3 separate regions of the Sus scrofa genome follow, and all the other regions are linked to region 3. Evidence: chromatin contacts called from public HiChIP or PLAC-seq data. All regions are on one chromosome and are shown on one strand. The core of a region is the stretch at or near the end of the contact, and the rest is flanking DNA. Distances in the headings are between cores, read along the strand shown. Region 1 holds the start of ZNF605 (zinc finger protein 605). Region 2 holds the start of CHFR (E3 ubiquitin-protein ligase CHFR). Region 3 holds the start of ZNF140 (zinc finger protein 140).

The links. HiChIP or PLAC-seq counts read pairs in DNA pulled down with a chosen protein or histone mark.
Region 1: a contact with region 3 is called in an H3K27ac HiChIP or PLAC-seq map of alveolar macrophages. The contact joins the promoter of ZNF605 here to the promoter of ZNF140 in region 3. A contact is called at or near these places in 1 of 5 promoter capture datasets (liver), 4 of 47 Hi-C or Micro-C datasets (heart right ventricle and liver) and 2 of 2 datasets of contacts at active chromatin or transcription factors (alveolar macrophages and skeletal muscle).
Region 2: a contact with region 3 is called in an H3K27ac HiChIP or PLAC-seq map of alveolar macrophages. The contact joins the promoter of CHFR here to the promoter of ZNF140 in region 3. A contact is called at or near these places in 5 of 47 Hi-C or Micro-C datasets (heart right ventricle, liver and skeletal muscle) and 2 of 2 datasets of contacts at active chromatin or transcription factors (alveolar macrophages and skeletal muscle).

The regions. Positions count from the first base shown.
Region 1 is chr14:22,612,648-22,615,347 of Sscrofa11.1, reverse strand. It overlaps ZNF605 (zinc finger protein 605), which reads right to left and starts at 1,269. Exons shown (of 6, transcript XM_013990316.2): 1 at 1,179-1,269.
Region 2 is chr14:22,653,100-22,655,922 of Sscrofa11.1, reverse strand. It overlaps CHFR (E3 ubiquitin-protein ligase CHFR), which reads right to left and starts at 1,461. Exons shown (of 17, transcript XM_001928455.6): 1 at 1,356-1,461; 2 at 1,050-1,193. The coding sequence starts at 1,182.
Region 3 is chr14:22,541,330-22,544,109 of Sscrofa11.1, reverse strand. It overlaps ZNF140 (zinc finger protein 140), which reads left to right and starts at 1,325. Exons shown (of 4, transcript XM_021072894.1): 1 at 1,325-1,595; 2 at 1,935-1,989. The coding sequence starts at 1,344.

The DNA of each region.
Region 1 (2,700 bases), core at 20-2,519, 71 kb before region 3:
CACTAAGCAAGGCCAGGGATCAAACCTGCATCCTCATGGATACTAGTTGGGTTTGTTACCACTAAGCCACGATGGGAACTCCAGAGAGATTTCTTAACTGTCTTGTTTTCCAGGAGAGCAGGGCTCAGGTAAAACCCAACAATGTCACAACCAGCAATGCTTCCTGCTAATGAAATCCTCAGTCCTACCATTTTGAGCCCTCTAAATGCCCCCAAACAGACCCTCAGGGCCTGATCATTCATTCCATCAGGCCCAACTGCCAACCCAAAGGCACCCAAATCAGAGACCATTAGAGTCTTTGTGTTTGTGTATGTTTTTAAAGAAATTTTAAATTTTTAAATTTCTTTAAAGTATAGTTAATTTACAAAATTGTGCCAAATTTCTGCTGTACAGCAAAGCTACCCACTCATACATATATGTGCATTCTGTTTTTCTTTTCCTATACTATTTTCCATCGTGATCTATCCCAGGAGATTGGATATAGTTTACTGTGCTATGCAGTAGGAACTGGTGTCTTAATTATTCCTACAAACATCTCTCAACCTACGTCTCTAACGCACACACTCACCCCACACAGAGGGCAACCTCCCGGGCTGCCTCACTCCCAGAGCTGTTGACCCCCAAGTCTAGGACTCCCCTCAAAAGTCCCTCGCAGAGGCCCCCATCACCCAATTAGTTTCCTCCACCGGCTTCGTAACTACTCACTTCTCTCAAACCTCGGTATAGATTTTCACAGACATTCCAACATTCCGACTCTCCAGCGTTCTCACATTAAAAGCTCCACAGTTCCCCTTCACAGATCCCTCATCACCCACCACCACGGGAAGCCTTAACACTGACTCCCAAATCTCCCTCCCGAATCCCACAATCACCGCCCCCCCACCCCTACAGACCCCCCCCAGTCCTCCAAACGCTGCCCAGCAAATTCCGGCTCCCTCCTGCCTCCGCGCTCCAGCCGCCCACGCCCCGCCCCCCACCGCTCCCTTCCCACACGGCCCCCACGGCTACTCCGCCGCGGACCACCACCCCTCCAGCCTCACCCCCACCTGGACCGGGATCCGCGCCTGCTTCGCGCCCGGTTCCGGAGCCGGTCCGCGCTGGGGTCAGCACAGGCCCGGGTTGGACGAAGAGGCTAGAGCCGCGCCGTCCCGCACCCAACCCCAGCCGCACACGCTTACCCGCTGGCCCACAGCCCTGAGGCAGACTCAGCCGGGCCGAGGAAGCGGCTGCGCGGAACCACATTTCCCAGAGTCCCACTCGGTTTAGAACTACATTTCCCAGGGGACTCTGTGGCGCGCCTCCACGATCGACAGGTTTGAGGTTTCCTTTTGCAAAGCCCCACTTCACCTGCCTGGGGGAGCTTGTTCCAGACAGTGGGTTGTAGCCGGCTCTGCCCGCTCAAAATGTGTTCACCGTCCTTGCCATTTTTGAGCATAGAGCAAAGTAATTTATAAAATCAAAGTAATATAGGTAAGTTTTAGTGCCTCCTATACAACAGTGCCAACAAAAAGAATGACAATAGATGAAATGAGACATCTAGGGAGAAACAAAGTATAATTATGGAAAGAGAAGAAAATTAATGAAAATTAAAACAGAAATTGAGGAGGCAAAATAGAAAAAAATTGAACTTGATAAATCAGATTTTTTAAGTAAAATAAAAAAAACATACTAGAGATTTTTATCCAAAAGTGGGGAGAAACAGCAAACAATTAGTGATAAAAAACAGAATTAGCCATAAAGAACAACAACAAAAAAAATTGTGAAAGAATATATTGCTTAATTATATATAATAACTCTGTGCATTAAGTTATTAAATTTCAAACCTAAGAAAGTACACTACTTAAAGGAATAGTTAGGTAATAAAGAAGATATTTGTTATAGACTTAAAGCAGTTGTTTAAAATGCTTTTGGCAATACGTTTTAATTGGTGAATCTTCCACGTTATCAAAGGATATAGTCTTACCAAAAAAATTCAGGAAAAATCTGGACAGAACCCTGTTTGTTTGTTTTTGCAGAACCCTTTTCTTCACACAAAGATAGCAAATAGCTATACCATAACCAAAGGTAAATTTTAAAAAAAGGAGTTCCCGGAGTTCCCATCGTGGCTCAGTGGTTAACAAATCCAACCAGGAACCATGAGGTTGCCGATCCGATCCCTGGCCTTGCTCAGTGGGTTAAGGATCTGGCATTGCCATGAGCTGAAGTGTAGGTCCAAGACACAGCTCGGATCCCGCGTAGCTATATGGCTCTGGCATAGACCAGTGGCTACAGCTCCGATTAGACCCCTAGCCTGGGAACCTCCATGTGCCATGGGAGCAGCTCAAGAAAAGGCTAAAAGACTAAATAAATAAATAAATAAAGGGGTTCCCATCGTGGTTTAATGGTAATAAAGCTGGCTAGGATCCATGAGCATGCAAGTTTGATTCCTGGGTTAAGGAAAGGGCGTTGCAGTGAGCTGTGTTGTAGATTTGCAGACTCTGTTCCAATCTTGCGTTTCTGTGGTTGTGGCGTAGACAGGCAGCCCTATGTCTGATTCGAGCCATAGCCTGGGAACTTCATATGTGGTGGGTGTGGCCCTAAAAAGAAAAAATAAATAAAAAAAACAACTTTAAAGTAGTCTTAGTTATGATATTTATGTGAAAATTCTGAAAAAATAGCAAATGGAACCAAGCAATACATTGAAATATATATCATAACAAG
Region 2 (2,823 bases), core at 212-2,711, 110 kb before region 3:
CTCTAAGAGCTGGGCGTGGCATATAGAGTTCTTGGCAAGGGGCAGATCCGAGTAGCAGTCAGATCTAAGCCAAAGCTGCAGCAACACCCGATCCTTAACCCACTGTGCCAGACAGGGGATCGAACCTGTGACCCAGTGAGCTCCTAAGACACCACAGAGCCCACTGCGCCAAGCAGGAACTCCAAGATCCTTTTTTTTCCTTCTTTTTTAGCCTCAAGTGTGGCAAATGAAAGTTCCCAGGCTAGGGGTCTAATAGGAGCTGTAGCTACAGGTCTACACCACACCCAGGGCAACACGGGATCCAAGCCCCGTCTGAGACCTATGCCACAGCTCATGGCAACCCCGGATCCCTAACCCACTGAGAGAGGCCAGGTATCCAACCTGCATCCTCTCGGATACCAGTTGGGTTCGGTACTGCTGAGCCACGACTGAAACTCCCAGATCTTTTTTTGAATGTAGCTGCCTACACCTATAAATTTCCCTTGAGCACTGCTTACCTGCAACCCCCAAGTTTTGGTATGTTATATTTTATTTATCTCAAAGTATTGTCTAATTTCCCTTTTGATTTCTTTGACCCAATGGCTGTTTAAGGGTGTTATTTAATTTTGCACATATCGGTGGGTTTTCCAGTGTTCCTTCTGCTATTGATTTCTTTTCCGTTAAGGTCTGAGAAGACGCGTTGGGTGGTAATGAACTTGAAAACACTGACTTCTACGTAATAAATTAATGTACCACTTCATATAGCTGTAACGAGGATTAAAGAATCTGTACGAAGCACTCAGAAGTGACTGGGCAGAGCAATAAGTGAATAAATGGTAGCTATTACAGGAGAGCCCACTACACTGGAAAAACTGGAAAGCTCAGAGCGCCCCGCCCAGGGGCCTCCCACAGCGCGGTGGGTCCCGTCCTGCCCAGCTCTCGTCCTCGGGCCCCAGATCTCCGCCCTGGCCCCTGCTCGGGTCCCCCAGCACTCGGCCTCCGTCCACCGCCCCCATCCCGGACTCGTCCTCAGTCCGTCCCATGTCTCCCATCCCACCTCCGCCCCGTACCTTTTCTCCGCCCGATGGTCCACTCCCGCTTTCTCAGGAGGACGTGCGGCTCGCCCTCCTCGGCGCCCAGGCGGAGGAGCCTCCCCCACGGCTGCTGCTGCGGCAGCTGCTCTCCTTCCCCGGGCCGCTCCATCGGATTCACATCTGACGAGCCCCGGAAACGTCGGGTGAGACTCTGGCCGCAAAGGCGGGGGCTGGGGCCGCCGCTTCTCCCGCAGCTGCCCGGGCCTCGGCGCCCCCGCCACGCTGCTGCGGGCCGCGCCGCCGGCCTCCCCCGCGTCCCGCCCGCGCCAGCAGCCCGCTTACCCCCCGCCCCGCGCGGAACCCGGAACCGGCCGCGCCGCCGCCGCTGCTGTCAACAGACATCGCTGATCCCTCAGCTGATCCGCGGGGCGGGGCCAGCGGCGTCCGCGCCCTACGATTGGCGGGCGGTGGCGACCACCGAGCCTGGCGGCTAGAGCGGAACAGGGGCGGTGGCCATCTAGAGTGGACGTGGGGAGGTGAGCCGAGCGTGCGCAGACCGGAGGATGGGGCCGGGACGACATCTTTGATGCTGGCCGAGACCTCTAGATCTCCGAGGATCTCGGAAGTAGCTGCCGTCGACGCCATGATAAGTCCGGGCAAAAGGGACTGAGTAACTTGGGTATTGGGCACCGAAGCAAATTCTCAAAGCCGCGTTGGAAGGGCAGATGGCTTATAGATATGTGACAAACGACGAGATAAGTGCAGGTAGAAACTTTCGGATGTCTCTTTCTCCGCGATCAGAATGTTGCTAGTGTCCTGGGAGGGCTCTGGAGAGTGCAAGCATCTCCGTTGCCAGTCGTAAGAGTATAAATTGGACCGCTTCTTGGAGGGCAGCGGTGCACACATAGTCTTTTCATTTCAAACGCACGTTTCCTTTGACTCAGCGATTCCGCCTTTTGGAATCTAGCAGAAATAAGGTGTGTGTTCCAAAAAAGGCTGCACTAGGATCATCAGTGCTGGACGCCTGAAAGTGAACGGTGGGCGAAGACTTGGTGCGGGTGGGCCAGGAGCCGAGTCATGGACTGTGCGGTCCATGACTGCGCGGTTGAGAGGAACCAGACGATATCGGACGGAGACCTCCGAAGTGGAAGAAGGCACCCAAAGGAGCGAGGGAGACATCTTTCACTGTATATTCCTTTGTGTAATTTAAACTGCATCATTTGGTGATTTTTGTTGTTGTTTGTTTTTGCTTTTTAGGGCTGCACCCGTGGCATATGGAATTTCCCAGGCTAGGGGTCGAATCGGAACTACAGCTGCTGGCCTATGCTACAGCCACAGCCACAGTAATGGGGGATCCAAGCCAACCTACACCACAGCTCATAGCAACTCCAGATCCTTAACCCAGTGAATGAGGCCAGGGATGGAATCTACATCCTCATGGATACTACTAGAAGGGTTTGTAACCTGCTGAGCCACACCAGGAACTCCATGTCAACTTTGTCATAAAGTGCATCTCTCCTTGAGTTCCCATTGTGGCTCAGCACATTCAGGATCCAACACCGTGGGAGGGTGTGGGTTTGATCCTTGGCCCCCCTCACTGGGTTAAGGATCTGGCTTTGCCACAAGCTGGGGTGAAGGTCGCAGACGTGGCTTGGATCTGGTGTTGTCATGACTGTGGCATAGGCCTGCAGCTGTGTTTCCAATTTGACCCCTAGCCTGGGAACTTCCACATGTCACAGGTGCAGCCATAAAAAGAAGAAGAAAGTACATCTCTCCTGGTCTCAGATTCAGGTCATAGGAAAGACCAGAA
Region 3 (2,780 bases), core at 76-2,575:
CAAGCTGTGTCCTTGACCTATACCACAGCTCACAGCAACGCCAGATTCTTAACCCACTGAGCGAGGCCAGGGATTGAACCTGCAACCTCATGGTTCCTAGTCGGATTCATTTCCCCTGCGCCACAATGGAACTCCTACACTCTTCTTTTACTTATTTATTCTGTTTAGCTATATGTTTGGCCACGTCCACGCCATGTGGAAGCTTCCAGGTCAGGGATCAAACCCACATCACAGCAGCAACCTGAGCTGCTGCGATGACAGTGCCGGATCTTTAACCCACTGCATCACAAGATAACTCCCTACAATCTTCTTTTAAACTGTTTCTTTGCAAGCAGCTCTTTGCAGGAAACCAACCTCAGCAGGAGGCCCCTTTCCTGGTCACTTTAGCAAAGCTACATTGCAACTAACTTTTAAACCAGGAACCCCCCTGTTCAGCTCCAGCGCTAGCACACCTTTCAAATCTTTTGATCACATAATATCTTGTCTAAAGAATAAGCAGGAATTCCTGCTGTGGCACAATAGGATCTGTGGGGTCTTGGGAGCATCTTGTGAGCGCTGGGACGTAGGTTACATGCCTGGCACAGTGGCTTAGGTCGAAGCTGTGGCTGGGATCTGATTCTTGTCCCTGGGAACTCCAAATGCCTCGGGCGGCCTTTAAAAAAAAGAAAGAGAGAAAGAAAGAAGGAAGGAAGGAAGGAAAGAAGGAAAGAAGGAAGGAAGGAAAGAAAGAAAGAAGGAAGGAAAGAAAGAAAGAAGGAAAGAAAAGAAAGAAAGAAAGAAAGAGCAATTAACAGATGACTAAACAATGCTTCCCTAGCTTCCTCTTCAGTAATCTTGCAACAAACTTTGCGACCAAACTACATCACCGGGTTCACAAGCCAGCAACCTGACAACTCCCCCCGACCCATTAACTGAGATGACTTCATTTTAAAACTTTCATGGCCCAGCAGAATCCTGAGAGGTGGCTTTTGGGGACACTGAATCCATCATTTCTCCGAATTGCCGGCATTCTGAATAAAAGCACCTTTCCCTGACACCAACATTTGTCTCTCCCAAGCATTGATTTTTCGAGCTTCGAGAAGCCGTACCTGATTGGGTAACATCTTGACTCAGTCTCCCCTGACCCGCAGCTCCTAGAATCCAGGATACGGAAGGCAGTAGCCTTCAATGGCATTCCTGGCTCAGGTCCTTTCCTTCAGTTCACCGATACAGTCAGCCATTGCAGCTGTCAGGGATGGGGGGTCCTCAAGGGAGGTATTGGGGCTGCAGTCGGTTCTGGAAGTTGTAGTCTGAGTGGGGAGGACTGCTCTGTAGGAGGCTGCGGCCGCGGTGGGCCCTGGGAAATGCGCCTAACTGAAGCTCGTCCCCGCCCCCCCGCCCCGTGGGCGCGGCGCCTCCTGGGAGTTGTAGTGTGTGTGGGCGAGTTGCCCACGATGCGCGGAGACCGCGGTGGGTCTTGGGAAGCCGAGCCGCGGCAGGCCCTGGCTTGGTTCGCGTCCGTCTCTGAGGCTCCGGAAGGCGCAGTTTGCGGGGCGCCGGCGCGGAGTCACTGCTCGCAGAGCCAAGAGCTGAGCGCCTGGCCTGCGCGGGCCGAGGTAGGGGAAGGGCCCGCCCTGCCACGCCGATCCCCGCCGGGGCCGGGGGCGGGGGCTCCATCCCAAGCTGGGGAAGCGTGGGCCCGCATGGCCTGCAGCGAGGAGGAAACGCCCCGAGGTGCAGCCCCCTTAAAGGCGGTGGCGCGGCGGGCGCGGGTCAGGTCCGGGCTCGGGTCAGGTCCGGGCCCGGAGCCCCTCCGCAGCGGCGAGGGGGTTGTCCCGGGCCCGTGCAGCTGTGTGACAAGGGCGGGGAATGCGGAGCCGCGGCACCCTGGTCCGGGCCCGTTACCTGGCGCGGCCCTTCGGCCCCCGCATTCAGCATCTTTCTCTCCCTGCCAGCCCTGCCGTCCGCATTTTCTGCTTTCCGCGGGCCCTGCCGGGAGCCATGTCTTGGGTAAGCTGGTGTGCCTTTCTGGGGGAGAGAGGCTTGCTTTCTCCTAAAACATTCCTCCCCGACCCCGTGCTCCCCCCACCCTCGCCCCTTTCTCTCTCGTGTACATCCGGGGAGGGAAGAGGGTTCTGGTGGGGTGGGGGCAGGGGGCGCAGGCCCGGCGTGGGCAGGTTTCTGACCTGGCTGTCATGTTCCTCTTCCCCCCGGGTATTAGAAGGTCTCATTCCCTCTGCGTTAATTGGCATTATTTTTATTGTCTACTTCCCGTACCAGTGGTCTCAGTGTGTGAGCCCTGGTACAGCACTGTTAGTATCACCAAATAATTTCTTGGAAATGTATATCCAAGAGCCCCAACCCGGGCTTGTGGACCAGAAACTGGGTGTGCGGTCTGCACATTGACAGCCCCTTCTGGTGGTTTAATGCGCGACGTGTCCTAGGACTTGGGGATCTGCAGGGAGCAAAACAACATCTTTGAACTCACAGAGCTCATTTTTCAGGCATGACGTTTAGTTTCTTTAGCAAGGAACACTAATTATTGCTGTGGTTGAGGCTAAATGCCATGCTGGCAGTTGTGCTTCACAGAGGTGGGGAATAAGGCCAACTAGAGAGTTCAAGGTGTGGCTCAGCGGTAGCAACCTGACTAATATGCGTGAGGACTAGAGTTCAATCCCTGGCCTCTTTCAGTGGGTTAAGGATCCGGGTCTTGCTGTGGCTGTGGTGTGTAGTTCTTTGGCTGCAGCTCCCATTCAACCCTAGCCTGGGAATTTACATAGGCTCCTGGTGCTGCCCTAAAA